5 separate regions of the Mus musculus genome follow, and all the other regions are linked to region 1. A link is a contact called in public Hi-C and promoter capture Hi-C data. All regions are on one chromosome and are shown on one strand. The core of a region is the stretch at or near the end of the contact, and the rest is flanking DNA. Distances in the headings are between cores, read along the strand shown.

Evidence for each region. Promoter capture Hi-C pulls out the DNA fragments that hold promoters and counts their contacts. A called contact is a pair of places that touch in the nucleus more often than the background predicts.
Region 2: a contact with region 1 is called in a promoter capture Hi-C map of second pharyngeal arch cranial neural crest, with 3 times the contacts expected there. The contact joins the enhancer-like site here to the promoter of Phyh in region 1. A contact is called at or near these places in 8 of 39 promoter capture datasets (the C10 cell line, HPC-7-derived erythroid cells, cranial neural crest and 5 more), 1 of 15 datasets of contacts at CTCF or cohesin (pro-B cells), 9 of 484 Hi-C or Micro-C datasets (CD4 T cells, the G1E-ER4 cell line, the HL-1 cell line and 4 more), 2 of 115 datasets of contacts at active chromatin or transcription factors (epiblast stem cells and large pre-B cells) and 1 of 9 other capture datasets (adipose tissue).
Region 3: a contact with region 1 is called in a Hi-C map of regulatory T cells, with 5 times the contacts expected there. The contact joins the enhancer-like site here to the promoter of Phyh in region 1. A contact is called at or near these places in 7 of 39 promoter capture datasets (the C10 cell line, cranial neural crest, embryonic stem cells and 4 more), 2 of 15 datasets of contacts at CTCF or cohesin (large pre-B cells and pro-B cells), 25 of 484 Hi-C or Micro-C datasets (the Ba/F3 cell line, the G1E-ER4 cell line, LSK cells and 17 more), 6 of 115 datasets of contacts at active chromatin or transcription factors (astrocytes, embryonic stem cells, epiblast stem cells and 1 more) and 2 of 9 other capture datasets (adipose tissue and liver).
Region 4: a contact with region 1 is called in a Hi-C map of the N1E-115 cell line, with 8 times the contacts expected there. The contact joins the enhancer-like site here to the promoter of Phyh in region 1. A contact is called at or near these places in 1 of 39 promoter capture datasets (hippocampal neurons), 2 of 484 Hi-C or Micro-C datasets (the N1E-115 cell line and large pre-B cells) and 3 of 115 datasets of contacts at active chromatin or transcription factors (embryonic stem cells and large pre-B cells).
Region 5: a Hi-C map of cerebral cortex shows a contact between it and region 1, with 2.1 times the contacts expected there. The contact joins the enhancer-like site here to the promoter of Phyh in region 1. A contact is called at or near these places in 1 of 39 promoter capture datasets (hippocampal neurons) and 5 of 484 Hi-C or Micro-C datasets (the N1E-115 cell line, cerebral cortex and embryonic stem cells).

The regions. Positions count from the first base shown.
Region 1 is chr2:4,917,469-4,920,375 of GRCm38.p6, reverse strand. Phyh (phytanoyl-CoA hydroxylase) reads right to left here and starts at 1,380. Exons shown (of 9, transcript NM_010726.2): 1 at 1,232-1,380. The coding sequence starts at 1,306.
Region 2 is chr2:5,419,321-5,422,227 of GRCm38.p6, reverse strand. The region is part of intron 3 of Camk1d (calcium/calmodulin-dependent protein kinase ID); the gene reads left to right. Among named protein-coding and RNA genes, the nearest start is that of Gm36853, 62 kb to the left of the region's middle. Within about 2 kb of position 1,482, at least 6 of the 459 cell types and tissues checked have an H3K27ac peak or open chromatin away from gene starts, as enhancers often do. A contact at or near this core is called in second pharyngeal arch cranial neural crest, where this site is marked.
Region 3 is chr2:5,400,825-5,403,731 of GRCm38.p6, reverse strand. The region is part of intron 3 of Camk1d (calcium/calmodulin-dependent protein kinase ID); the gene reads left to right. Among named protein-coding and RNA genes, the nearest start is that of Gm36853, 80 kb to the left of the region's middle. Within about 2 kb of position 1,466, at least 4 of the 459 cell types and tissues checked have an H3K27ac peak or open chromatin away from gene starts, as enhancers often do. A contact at or near this core is called in regulatory T cells, where this site is marked.
Region 4 is chr2:5,376,759-5,379,665 of GRCm38.p6, reverse strand. The region is part of intron 3 of Camk1d (calcium/calmodulin-dependent protein kinase ID); the gene reads left to right. Among named protein-coding and RNA genes, the nearest start is that of Gm36906, 63 kb to the right of the region's middle. Within about 2 kb of position 1,490, at least 10 of the 459 cell types and tissues checked have an H3K27ac peak or open chromatin away from gene starts, as enhancers often do. A contact at or near this core is called in the N1E-115 cell line, where this site is marked.
Region 5 is chr2:5,248,966-5,251,872 of GRCm38.p6, reverse strand. No RefSeq gene overlaps it. Among named protein-coding and RNA genes, the nearest start is that of Gm23118, 9.7 kb to the left of the region's middle. Within about 2 kb of position 1,547, at least 21 of the 459 cell types and tissues checked have an H3K27ac peak or open chromatin away from gene starts, as enhancers often do. A contact at or near this core is called in the N1E-115 cell line and cerebral cortex, where this site is marked.

The DNA.
Region 1 (2,907 bases), core at 131-2,630:
CCCATTAGTTTCTCAGTGTAAAATGAAGTTACATTATTAGCCTGTAGAGTTTAAGCTTGAGGTAAGCCTGGCACACCGCTGCTTATAAACCAAAAGCCCCACAGGCAGAATAACAGGGAAGGCCAAATAAACAACTATTATGATCAGCCTCGGAGGTGGCAGGCACTGAAAACCCTAAACCATTCATTTTTAGCAATTTCTAGGGCGAGGGGCCAACAGTTTGATGCTTCCTCCCATCCCCCAAGAGTCTGAGTGTATGCATGTATGTGTTTGTGTGTGATGTGTGTGTACACACACGTGTTCGTGTGCATAACTGCTTCCAAGCCTTGGTTTAGTGTTTTGTTTTGCTTTTTAGACCGTCTGTCACTTTTGGCCAGGATGGCTGGCCATTAAGATCCTCAAGTCTGCCGGACGGACGGTGGTGGCACGAACCTTTAATCCCAGCACTTGGGAGGCAGAGGCAGGCGGATTTCTGAGTTCGAGGCCAGCCTGGTCTACAAAGTGAGTTCCAGGACAGCCAGGGCTATACAGAGAAACCCTGTCTCGAAAAACCAACCAACCAACCAACCAACCAACCAACCAACCAACCAACCAACCAACCCTCGAGTCTGCACCTGCACCTCCCAGGGGGATCACAAGCATTTATCACCAGGCACTCGCTTCTGAAGTCGCTTTCCGGGAACCAGTTCAGTCCTCAGGAGACTGGGGACACCTGGCCCCTGGAGTGGGAGCTTACACAGCTAGTGGGATGGTGACAGACAGAGGGCAGGTGGAGATGGGCAGCTAGCTACCTGCTGGACAGGGTCCTGAGCCTTCTCTTTTTGGCGACTGGCGCCTCCTCCTGACCTCTGAGAATCCCTGCCTCTGCCGGCCTTGGTCACAGGCAAGCACCTGTGGGCAACTGTCCTTGGTGTTTCTGGATGCAGAAGTCAACTCAAAAAATGGCAAGCCTCTTTGTGATGACGTCGTCACCTTTCGCTTTATGCTTCCCGCTTTACACCAGCAAGAAACCACGGTTTCTTGAAGGCTCAAAATGCTGCCTAGAGAAGTCCCACCAGAGAGCCCTTCCAGAAGACGAGGGCTCTCTGGGGATGCAGCCTCCACCCGGGAACCCTAGGGATGGAGACAGGGAAGAGATGGCGGCGCAGAGGCTCTCTTATGTCCTTGAAGCCACCACCAGGGCGGAGAGGCTCCTTCGAGCCTGTGAGCCCTTCCACAGCCCAAAGGATACAATCGTTGGGGCCGAGGGTCGGCCGAGGTGTCCCAGAAGGACCTGCAGCCGGGCGCCGGCGCGCGTAAGATTCATGGTGGGGGCCAGCAGACGAAACTGCTGCGCCCAGGTCACACTTAACTTACGGCAAGGCCCCGCCTCCTAGTAGAGGGTGGAGTTCTGTCCAAGGGCAGGACACAGCGCCACCTCCCCCAGGCTGGGGGTTGGGGAGCTGGGGATGAGGGAGCGAGCCTAGGCTGTCTGGAGTCCTTGCTCCCCGCCGCTGTGTCTTTGTTCTAATCTGCAAGGTCCGAAATTTTGCGACTGGGGTGATGCAAGCCGAGCAGCCCGAGGCCGTTAGGGATCTGAGCCACCCTTTTAACTTGGTAGTTTTAATCTATGAACAACTAATCTATGTGACTAGTTCTCCCACTAAAAATTAAAATCATCTGTGTTATTCAGAAGAGACATTAAATTTAGCGTGAATTCATCCTAAAATATTAGAAAGTTTGGCTGTTAGTTTTTAAGAAGAGCGATCCACACGGTCTAGGATAACTTACATTACATTTTTGTGTGTGGTGGTGGTAGTGGTGATGGGGTGTGGTGTGTGTGTGTGTGTGTGTGTGTGTGTGTGTGTGTATGTATGTATGTATGTTTGCATCCTTGTTTGTGGAGATCAGAGAAATAATCTTCAGGGAAGTTGAGTCTCTTTCCACCACCTGAGTTTTGGGGATCGAACTCTGATGGTCAGGTTTGTTCAGCAAGCTCCCTTAACCACTGTGTATCTCACCAGCCAGTATAACATGTAAAATTTCTTATGTAGCTAAAAACTGTTTTCTTTAATCCCAGCACTTGGGAGGCGGAGGCAGGGGGATTTCTGAGTTCGAGGCCAGCCTGGTCTACAAAGTGAGTTCCTGGACCACCAGGGCTACACAGAGAAACCCTGTCTCGAAAAAGCAAACCAAACCAAACCAAACCAAACCCAAAACAAAACAAAACTGTTTTCCTAAAGTCTTTGAAATTCAACCACTACACATAATCTCAATCTCTTTGTCTCTCGGTCTCTTAAGAGAGTTACTTCTAGATTGCTTCTAGTTACTCCATAAACATGTTATTGTTTCTTAAATGCTTTCATTAGATAATTTGGTGACAGTGCCATAGTCCAGGAGAGACAAGCAAGTAACCAGCTGGCTACTTCCTGTTTTCAGGTTGCAGAGATTTGCCCTTTGTGCCTTGACCTTTAGGACGAGATTCGCTTAGCTGAAGCTCCCAGGGCCGGCTTGGTCATTTGCTTATCTCCCAACCTCATCTGTCCAGCCTGAGCAACCTGGTGGAAGCCTGACCATGTCCTGAGAGACCGGCTTAATTAGCCCACAGTTTAAAAGCAGGACTGACTGCATTCCCCCCCCACCCCCCACTTGGGAAATAGGTGTGTTCTTACTGCCCTCACCTGGTGCAAAATGGGAACTGCAGGGAGAAGGAAGAAAACAAAACTGAAATTAGTCTGAATTTGGGTCACCTCAAGCAGAATTGAAAGATTAAGACCGTCATTCTGAGGATGACTGGTTTCCCTAAAAAACAGAGAGAATTATGGCTTTGGGGCCTGTCTTAGGGTTTCTATTGCCGCCATGACCATGACCAAAAAAGGAAGTTGGAGAGGAAAGGGTGCATTCGGCTTACATTTTTACTGATCTGTT
Region 2 (2,907 bases), core at 233-2,732, 500 kb before region 1:
CCCCCCCCCCAGGCTTCTGTTTGGAACACATGAACTCCAGCTGGTGGGTGGTGCTGCCTTAGGAGCGCCTGGAAATCTTAGGAGGTGGGGCCTGGCTGTCACTGGAGCTGGGTCACTGGGGGTGTGTTATCCCTGGCCACTTACTGGTTAACGCGACATCCTGGTGGGTCAAAGAGTAGACAGTTCTCTCTGTGTCACATCCTTCTTATGCCATAATGTTCTGCATTAGTGTGGGGCTAAGCAACCATAAACTGACCCACTTAAACCATGAGCCAACACAAATCTCTCCTTTTGCAGTGGTCAGCTTTTTGTCAACTGGATATAAATTAGACTCGTCTGGGAAAGGGAGAGAATTGAGAAACTGCCCCCATAGATTTGGCAACAGGCAATGTGATGGAGGAATTCCCTTGATGAATAGTTAATGTGGGAAGGCATAGGCCACTGGGGGTGATGCCACCCATGGGCCAATGGGGAGTATAAGGAAGTAAGCCAGGGGCTGGAGAGATGGCACAGTGATTGAGCACTTGTTCTTGCAGAAGACCCAGGTTTGATTCTCAGTACTGGAATGGAGGTTCCCATATCTATAACTTCAGTTCCAGGGTATTTGATGTTTTTTCCTAACCTCCCAGCACAAGGCATACATGTGTACACATACATACATGCAGACAAAATGCTCATACACATAAAATAATCTAAAAAGAAAGAAGGCTGAGCTAGGCAGGAGGAGCAAGCCAATTAACATTGTATCCCATGGCGTCTGCTTCAGTGTTTTGTTTTGTTTTGTTTTGTTGGTTTCTCTGTGTAGCCCTGGCTGTCCTGGAACTCACTCTGTAGACCAGGCTGGCCTCGAACTCAGAAATCCACCTGCCTCTGCCTCCCGAGTGCTAGGATTAAAAGCGTGCGCCACCACGCCAGGCTTCTGCTTCAGTTCTTGCCTCCAGGTTCCTACCCTGCATGAATTCCTGCCCTGGCTTCCCTCAGTGATGAATTGTGACCTGGGCATTGTGAAATAAATTGTGATGAAATAAACAGTGATGAATTGTGTGAAATGAAATTGTGTGAAATAAATGAAATTGTGTGAAATAAAAATGAAATGAAATTGTGTGAAATAAACAGTGATGAATTGTGACCTGGGTTGGTTTTGGTCATGGTGTTCATTACAGTAGTAGAAAGCATGCTCAGGCACCTCTCTTATGTTTCTCTGTCAGCTATTTCGGCCTCAGTGATTAAAAGCAAAAGTAGCTAGTATAATTACCATCTTCTGTGATTCAAGCACAAGTCTTAGCTAAAGCTTACTAATGTGTAGAGATACTCACTGACCACAGAGGGTCTTTAATATTAATTATCTTTTGTCACTTATGACCACATGCAGATTACTCATAATTGAAGCCACGCTCACTTCCAAAACCCGCCAGTTCTATGATGGAATCCAGCTGGCCGTGAAGTCAGTTAAAGAATGAAGGACTACGCTGCCTATGGGGAAATGCCTTATTAAAGAATTATGTGCTTCTCATGTTTCTGAGAGTATTTGATATTCATCCCAGAGTGATAAGACCTGGAAACTGCTGCTTTAAAATTGTGTCAGTCTGGATGCCTGGAGAAATATTCATCCATTTGAGTTATGTATTCATACTCATGTTTAGCAGTAATTGTCTTAATGGAAGAAAATGTTATTTTCAACGGAGCTGCCGTTGACTGAGTGCTACTTGTAATTCTTGATATACTTCTTCATTATATTTGGAAACATAAGAAGTTTCTATTCAGTAGACAAGCAGTTAGAATATACTTATTTTTTTTAACAATTTTATAATAATAAAATATTTAATTTTTTTAAGAGACAAGGTCTCCTAATGTAGCCTGAGCTTCTCCTAATGTAGCCTGAGCTAGCTAGCCTCAAACTTAGAATCCTCCTGCCTCAGCTTCCACAGTGCTGGGATTTCAGTGCATCCCATCTGGATATATACCCACCCGACCTGGGTAGTTCTAGTGAATTTTTGCTCTCATGGGACATCCTTTTGAAGGGCATAGCTTATGAATACATATCCATTTTATATGACCGTTTATGGTTCCAGGCTAGAAGCTTGGCCATCTCTGCATGCTTAGCCTGGAACTTTTTGAAGTGGGTGAGGATGTTTGTGACTAAGCAGTTCATTTACTATTGCATTTGTGTCGGTTTTTACTGAACTTAGAGGGTAAAACATGATGCTAAATTCATTATAACATTTATTCACTTATCAGTCAGATGATCAGCATACAAAGTAGTAGCTTTTCTTTTTTCTTTCTTTTTTTGTTTTTTTTTTTTTGTTTGTTTTTTTTTTTTTTTTGTTTTTTTTTTGTTTTTTTCGAGACAGGGTTTCTCTGTGTAGCCCTGGCTGTCCTGGAACTCACTCTATAGACCTCGAACTCAGAAATCCGCCTGTCTCTGCCTCCCAAGTGCTGGGATTAAAGGCTTGTGCCACCACGCCCAGCAAGTAGTAGCTTTTCTTATAGCGGTTTCAAATGTACTTAGTTTTGATTGGTCACTCACATTTGCTCTGCCCAGCCTTCTCCTTGTCCCTCCCATCTTCCTTCCATCTTCCTGTCATGTGTGTCTGATTATGCTATCCTTTAAAGCCCATTTTTGTCCTCTCCGTGGGCCGGCCTTTTGCTAGCCTTTTGGCCTTTATCCACACGTATTCCCACATAAATGCACTTCATATATACCATTATTTTTTTTAATCCTGGCTTAAAGGTAAAATATATATATATATATATATATATATATATCAAAGGAAGGCATATTCATTATATAAAATGAAAATCTAGACTGTAGAAGAAAGTTTATAATAAAATTTGAGACAAATAGAAACTGAGTACACCTTATTCAAATACTTGGTACTGGGAGTATCTCAGATTTAGAATTATTCT
Region 3 (2,907 bases), core at 217-2,716, 480 kb before region 1:
TACAGAGTGAGTTCCAGGACAGAAAAAGCTACACAGAGAAAACCAGTGTTGACACTTGCCCCCAAAGAAGTCAGATGGCAGTCTCATGGAGGACACCTAGACTCAACTTAGATCTTACTTGCCATTCAGGTTTTGACTGCCTTGGGGTCAGAGGTCACTGGACATTGTGATGTTGGATTACATTTCGTTGCTCCCTTCTGAGGGTGCCTGTCACTCACTAGCTTTCAATGTCACAATCAATAAAGGTCCACAAGCTGTGTGCTGGCCACAGCAAATCTCTGTACACCTGCTGCTTGGGATTCCAGTGAAAGGACACAGAGTAAATGCAGACCTGGTCAGTGTTTGCTGAGATCTAAATAGTGAGAAAAAAGGAAAGAAAGGGCGGTCATACTGTCCCCGAGCTTGTCAGGTCTCGCCAGTGGATGTTTATAAGGACTAAGATTCGGGAAGGGGCACATGGTCACATATAAAGCCCCAACCCTGTGGAGTGGCATCTACCTAAAAGGGTCCAACCGCTAAACCTATGCCGACTTCCCAGCTTACTCTGCCTGGATCTTTTTTGGAGGAAAAGAATCCCGTTCAGACAGGCAGAATGCCTAGTTGATTTCATTAATTCCTAACAAAATATACAATTGTCAAGTGGACTCATGTCTGCTAAGTAGCATAATGTTTCCCTTTAGGCAAAATTATTTGAAAAGGTAAACGATAGTCAGAAGTGCTTGGATGGACGGTAGGGGGCAGAAGGGAGGGTATATTCTTTCTGATGTCATCCTGCTCTGAGAGGATCAGTAATTTCCTCCTTGCTATGGGCATGACCCTGCCAGGGTTCGAGGTCATGGACAGTGGGTGGGGATTCTGGCTTCCCTGACCTTGGTGGGAGTACTACTAACCCTCTTAGTGATTGCACCCCCCTTAATATCATCGCCCCACTCTCACCTCTTCCTGTTCCTACCGTCTTGCTGCATGTGGATCTGAGTGACTTCTTACTTTGGTTCAAAGTAGTCACAAAGCAAGCACCACCATGCAGAACTCAAGCAGTGAACATATTTACATATGTCTATCCCAGATGGTTTCAAAGCTATTTGCATTTCTAATAACAGATATAAAATAGACATAAATTTTCTAATTATTCTTGGCCTTTAAGACATAGTTTTTGATGAGATATTTCTCACGTTCCATATTGTTTGTCTGTCCATCCGGCATCCATTTATTTACTTATGAGGCACAGTGTCTTCGTGTAGTCCATACTGACTCCAAATTCACTGTTTAGTAGATGGCCTGGCTCTCCTGCTCCACTGCCTCTGTTTCCCAATGGCGATGCTCTGATCACATGCCCACGCCCACTGCCTCTGTTTCCCAGTGGCGATGCTGCGATCACATACCCACGCCCACTGTCTCTGTTTCCCAGTGGCGATGCTGTGATCACATACCCACGCCCACTGTCTCTGTTTCCCAGTGGCGATGCTGTGATCACATGCCCGCGCCCACACACCCTTCCACTTTCTATTCTTCAACAGTTAAGCAAAACAGTGGCCTAGGTAGACTTCTTAACAACCACTGGGCTACGACGTTTGGCTCTGTGTAAGAAATTCCCTTCTTGTATCATCTCAGGTGCAATACTAGCATGTAGTGACATTTTAGAATTTTGAAACACACTCACACACACACACACACAGAGAGAGAGAGAGAGAGAGAGAGAGAGGTTATAAGAACATGTTTTGGTTTTGATCCCAGGTGCGGAGATAAGGGGGCAGCTTCAGAACTGACTGATTTGTCTCTGCTCTAGCAGAGGCATGGTTTTGCCAGCTACACATAGTTTCTGCGGTCATGTGATGTTTGGAATCCTGGGAACTTTTTCAGAGGGTATATAAATGCTAAAGCCCTGCTAGGTAGGTGGCTGGTTGTTGGTTGTTCAGAGGGGTTGGCTGCTGTTTGTTGGTGGTTGAGCTCAAAGAAGAAACAAAAGGAAAGAAATTACATTCAGGGATCACTATCTCTCCGTTTTCTTTCTCTCCTACCTAGTGATAGGGGGTGAAACTTGGGGGATAAAGGGTTGGGGAAAAAGAAGAACCCACAAAGTAGCAAAGAACTGCTAGTATTCTTTACTAGATTACTTCTGTGGTATTACTTTTATAGATAATAAAATACTTTTATAGAAGATAATAATAATAATAATAATAATAATAATATGCATGTTCCCCAAATATTAATATAGTGAAATAACTGCCACTTGATGATCTGATGCCCCTGGCCACAATACAGAGCTCTAACAGTTTATGTGAATTTTCTTTCTCTCTCTCTCCGTTGGTTTTTTTTTTTTTTTTGCCTGTAAAGGGCAATTCCATTATCTATAATCACTGAAGGAGACTGTTTTTAAGTCATTGTACAAAAGTTAGTGATGTCTGTTTCTTAGGTTGGATTATCCTTGAACTAGGGGAATGGCATTTTGCTTATTTAAATGCAGGCAGCAGAGTGTACATTGAATGTCTAATGTGTCAGGCGCTGTGTGGAGTGTGCATCTGATTCCAAGTTCTAGTAGGTTTCATGGCAGGTGTCTTGTTCTTGGGCACACAAATCACACTACGGCGGTCATTTTCTCGTCCCATTAGAAGTGGGTTTCTTAATCTGACACTAATGACATGTTGGTTGGATAATTTTGTTTCTGTATAGGGATGTCCCATTTACTGTAGGATGGTTAAAAAAAAATGTCCTCGTTTTTTCCTACCTGCAGATGCCAGTAACATCCTTTAGTCCCCAAATAAAGAATTGTCCCTGGGCATTGCCACATGTCCCTAGATGAGGGGGCAAATTCACCTGCAGCTGAGAATGTTATGCACTATACCTGCAGAGTTTTTGGAATTTGCTAGAAAAATTGGCAGCATGCCCACCTACTTATGAAGCAATTTC
Region 4 (2,907 bases), core at 241-2,740, 460 kb before region 1:
GGAGATGGTTCAGTTCATCCCCAGAACCCATATTAAAACACAGAAACATACCTGGCGCCTCCCAATTGTCATCCCAGGACTAGGGGGAGAAAGACAGGAACATCCCTAGGGCTTGCTGGCCTGCCAGCTTAGCCTCCTTGATGCTTTCCAAGCCAGTGAGAGATCCTGCTTCAAAACCCCATGATGGATAGCATCAGAGGGATGACAGACAGCACTACCTCTGACCTCCTCAAATATGCTCACACATGTACATGTGCGCGCACACACAAATACACACAAAATAATTCCCCTGGTGAGGACCAGGGGAATCCGACTGTTTAATTAAAACAAAGCTTCGCGAAGGCCCGCGGCGGGTGTTGACGCGATGTGATTTCTGCCCAGTGCTCTGAATGTCAAAGTGAAGAAATTCAATGAAGCGCGTGTAAACGGCGGGAGAAACTGACTCCCTTAAGGTAGCCAAATGCCTCGTCATCTAATTAGTGACGCGCATGAATGGATGAACGAGATTCCCACTGTCCCTACCTACTATCCAACGAAACCACAGCCAAGGGAACGGGCTTGGCGGAATCAGGGGGGAAAGAAGACCCTGTTGAGCTTGACTCTAGTCTGGCACGGTGAAGAGACATTCGCATAGCCCTCTGCACATCTGTCTGTGTACTTGTGGATGAGTTATAAAACTCAATGCAATAACTAGTAAGTAAATCATTATTACACTGTACTTAACTAGTCCAAGAGTAACAAGGGGGCAAGTTTCTGTCCCTTCAGTACAGACGTGGCGTGTGTGTTCTCTGAACAGTTTTGATTGAAGTTGAATAGAATTCAAGGAAACCCTTCACAGATGGCTGACCACAAAGGTTTGCTTTGTGGCAGTCTCCGGTTAAGAGAGGAAGACAAGACCAAAAGCTAGGAGATGGATCTGCGAGGGCAGATAGGCTGAGGACTGAAGCCAGGTTAGTTCAGAACAGGAGATGCTGAAAGACTCGGCAGGGAACAAGGAGGCAGACCAGCATGGTTCTGCAACAAACACCAGGAGTCCAGAAACTGGAGCATAGGACCTCTTCCGAGACACTGATTTATTTTTACACAAGACAGCGTACTCCACAGCACTGGGCACTGACTTGGGTCTAGTGAAACAGAATCAATAATTTATGACTCTCTAGTCGATATGCCTGCATTCACTTAATGGACCACTGGGAGTTAGTAATAGTGAGATACCAGGGATTTCTAATAAAATTTGATTTTTTTTTTTTTCAGAGCAAGGCAGTTTCAGACAGTCAAGTAGCTCCTGGACTTGTTAGAGACAGCAGCTCTTCCAGAGCCTCCTTTGCATGTGACAGAGAGGATAGGCTGCTGTGTTTTCGAATGCTCTTGTATCAATGACTTTAAGTACTGGGCTCGCTGAAATCTCATTATCCTCCAGCCTGCAGGCTGTCTGGTAGAGGGTGCAATTGTATTAAGTGTAGGAAATGAATGCACTCTAAATTCAAGTGTGGGTACAGACTGCTGGCATCTCTTGGCCTTTTGGATTGCCGGAGCTCTCTCATGGCCTTGTGTTCCTTTCTTCACACTTAGCAGAAAATGTATGTCCTTAGAACATTGACAGACAGCAGGTTGACTGTACATTTCAGTTCAAAGAGTCCACCTTCTCTGGAGTCTCTAGAGCCGAGGTGACCCTTAACAGGTTTCTCCCACGTGAAGCAAGGAAGGAGGTGGAGTGTGCACATCCCCTCATGAACGTACCTGTAAATCTCTCTCTCTCTCTCTCTGTGTGTGTGTGTGTGTGTGTGTGTGTTCACACGTGTGCATATGCCTGTGGAGGCCAGAGGTTAAGCCTACCTTTCATTTCTCAGGATCCATCTACATTATGTTGAGACAGAGTCTCTCTTGAGACCAGGACTCACTGACTAGATGAGGCCAGCTGACCAGCAAGCCCCTGGGACTTCCCTGTTTCCACCCCTCCTGGATCTGAGATTCCAAGCACGCATGACAACACCCGGCTTTATGCATGAATGCTAGTGATTGCAGTCAGGTCCTTGGGTGCTTGTGTGGTAGCACTTTACCAAGGAAGGCATTATCTCAGTCTAGGTAAATAGCTCTTGCTGTTCTTATAATAGAACTTGGCAGCCCCTTCAAACGCTGAGACAGGAGGCTGACTTCTAGGCTCAGGGGTCAGGAAAGCCTTCTTCTAAGCCATCTTATTCTCTACCTTCCTACAACACATTTAGGTTTGACAATAATCCATGAAACACCAAGTCTTCTCTCTCTCTCTCTCTCTCTCTCTCTCTCTCTCTCTCTCTCTCTCTCTCTCTCTCTCGTTTGTGGCATTTCTACTCAAGGAATTTTTTGGTTTTCTTATTTCTGATTATGAAGGCTGTTTAGCATTTACAAGCTGAGGATGAGTGTCTAATAAGCTTCTGCCTTAGGCCAGTTTCCATAGAAACAGCCTCTAAACCAGAGATTTGAGTACAGGTGAGTTTCAGAACCTGCAGACCCAGCAAGTAGGGAAGGAAGCAAGACCGGAAGGAGGTGGGATCGGGTAGGCTATACAGCTGTCCTAGCAAAGCCTCCACCTTCTCTGGAGTCTCTAGAGCTGAGGTGACCCTTAACAGGTTTCTCCCACATGAAGCAAGGAAGGAGGTGGAGTGTGCACATCCCCTCATGCTGTTAGGTGCAGGCTGTCCCCAGGAAGGGAAGTGTGGCTGTGGGCAAGGGAGCTTTTTTGCTATAAGGAGTACCTTCAAAAGGTCACAACTAAGAGGAGTCAGCCACCAACACTCCCAATACCTGGGGTGTCACTTTGGGATGATCAGTGTCGTGCTCACCAGCATCCCTGCCCTGCCCACCTCCCTCCATGTTCAACTCACAACCCAACTTAGGCTCACTGCCAATTTTTCCCCTCTCCCAAAC
Region 5 (2,907 bases), core at 298-2,797, 330 kb before region 1:
CTGAAGCAACCTGGAAGTACCCCCTCTGCACTTGTGGTTTCTTCACTGCCAAGAAGTCAGGACTTGGCTTTCCCCTTGTGGCTCTTCTCCCTCTTGTACTCTCTCCTAAGGACAGAGCTTGGCTCTTCACACAGCAGGGGCTGTCAGTAGACACAGTTGGGTTGGGAGTTTCTGCCACAACTGAAACACAGAAATTGAATGTGAGCACCAAGGAAGAATAGATTAGTAGGACTTGGTAGGGGCAAGGCCACCAAGTACCTGGAGGAGGTGGGAGGGGAATGAAGGAGGTGGCATCTCTGTTCCAGGGTCACTGTATATAATAGAATGCCAGACAGGGTCCTCCTACTTTTCAACTGAGGTCCAGAGTTAAAAGATTTAAAGTGTCCGTGCTATGGTTTGTATATGCTCAGCACAGGGAATGGCACTATTAGAAGATGTGTCCTTATTGGAGTAGGTGTGGCCTTGTTGGAGCAGGTATGTCACTGTGGGTGTGGGCTTTAAGACCCTCCTCCTAGCTTCCTGGAAGTTTGTATTCTCCTAGTTGCCATCAGATGAAGATGTAGAACCCTCAGCTCCTCTATTGTCATGCCTGCCTGGGTGCTGCCATGCTCCTGCCTTGATGATAATGGACTGAACCTCTGAACCTGTAAGCCAGTCCCAGTTAACTGTTGTCCTTTATAAGAGTTGCCTTGGTCATGGCGTCTGTTCACAGCAGTAAAACCCTAACTAAGACAGTCTGTCCCCATCTTCTCTGGACCATTGCCAAGGAAAGGCCTTGCTATCGGTTGTATATGAAATGACCAGCATGTTTCATGTGTTGAAAGACTAGAATGTCCAACCCAGAAGGCTGTTTGAGAAACTTTGAAACCTTTCAGGTATGAGGGCTTAGTTGGTGGGATCTGAAGGATGACTTTGAAAGTTATACCCAGTCTCCAGTCCCTTGCTCATTCTCCGTTCCTGTCCAGTACAAGCAGCGTCCTTCTCCACAAAAATCCCACCAATGCTGCATTCTGCGATAGCATGGACCCAGAGCCAATAGACAAGGACTTAGGGATGATAATACTTTGAAACCAGGAGCTAAAATCTTTCTTTTTAACTTACTCTTTCAGGTAGTTTGGTCATAACAAGAAAGCTGAGAGCTACATCAGTCAAAGGCTGAGACATGCAGGCAAAAACAGTGGTTCCCTCCCATAGTTCAGATTTCATCTCTTAATTGAGACAATGTCTTTCAAGAGAGACACGACTAAGGGAGAAATGGTTGTTGTCAGTATTGTGGGGAAAGCAGTGTTCATGTTGAAAAACTGACTGTCAGTTTGAAAGAGAGAGAAAGAGACAGAGACAGAGACAGAGACAGAGACAGAGACAGAGACGAGACAGAGACAGAGAGAGAGGCAGAGAGATGCTTTCCCTTTGTGGGAGCCAAGAAAGAAAGATCAGGCCACATCGGGAAGTCGGGGATAGCATTTGCGACTGGGCCACATTAGGACCTTCACTAGTTCAGCTAGTGTGACCGTCGGGAAGCAGGAGGTTGAGCAGAGAAGATGGTGTTTGGCAAAAGTAGCTGAGAGTCTGGTGGGCCGTGGGGAGTAGAGCTAGTTCACAGCCAGCTTGGAGCTGAGAACAGACAGAAGAACCTCAAACCTTAGCATCTGCCAGGCTTGGCAGTTTCTCGGTGCTGCTGGCAGCCTCCGCTGGAAATCTGTTTACCCCGAGAACGAAGCATCAGATAAGACTGGCGGTGGAAGACAGCCATGAGTATCAGTTTTAAACGCTGCAATTAGAGGGAGACACAGAGCTGATCCAGCGGAACTTGAGGCTGCTGAGGCACTGGGGAATCTGAGGTGGATATTTGGGTCTGGGGTAAAACCCGTTCAGTTTATACCGAATTTACTCCAGAAAAATGCCATCTGCAGTTAGAATTTTAGAGAGATGATTACTGGCTTAATATTGGGTCCTGAAACTAGAAATTTGCTTTCTTTGCTTTTTTTTTTTTTAAACCCAGTTTCCTCTTTATTTAAGTAACATGTAGTTTATGTAAAGAAACTTTTAAAGAGGCAAGTTATTTTTGTGGTTGTTTTCTGTTCAGGTGATTTAAACTAGGACTTTGCATGCTGTGTGTATTAGTTAGGGTTTTACTGCTGTGAACAGACACCAGGACCAAGGCAAGTCTTATAAAAAGCAACATTTAATTGGGGCTGGCTTACAGGTTCAGAGGTTCAGTCCATTATCATCAAGGTGGGAGCATGGCAGTATCCAGGCAGGCATGGTGCAGGAGGAGCTGAGAGTTCTATGTCTTCATCCAAATGCTGCTAGTAGAAGACTGACTTCCAGGCAACTAGGGTGAGGATCTTATACCCACACCCACAGTGACACACCCATTCCAACCAGGCCACACCTATTCTAACAAGGCCACACCTTCAGATGGTGCCACTCCCTGGTCCAATGATATACAAACCATCACACTGTGTAAGTACTCTGCTAATCAGCGTAACTCCAGTCGGTTAGTGGGCGGGGTTTGACTTTGAGCTTGCTCTGTGGCCCAGAAATGTCTTGAACTTGTAATCCTCCTGCCTCAGCCTCCCAAGCAGCTTTGCGGGCTTGCGTCGCCAGGTCCAGTCAAATGCATAAACCTTCTCATGTTTTTTCTTAGAAATATGTGTTTCCATGAGATGGGGGAGGGATGAATAAATGCATGCCACAACCTTCCAAAGCAGCATATGAGCTATTCAAACCCATGAGCCTCCCGCATAGCGGCAAAGGGGAGGGGGTATGGGATGCGGGGTTTGTGGAGAGGAAACCGGGAAAATAAACAAATAAAATGATTAATAATAAAATTAATTATAAAAAACAAATAAAATGATTAATAATAAAAATAAAATAAAATAAAATAAAAACCCCACATGAGCC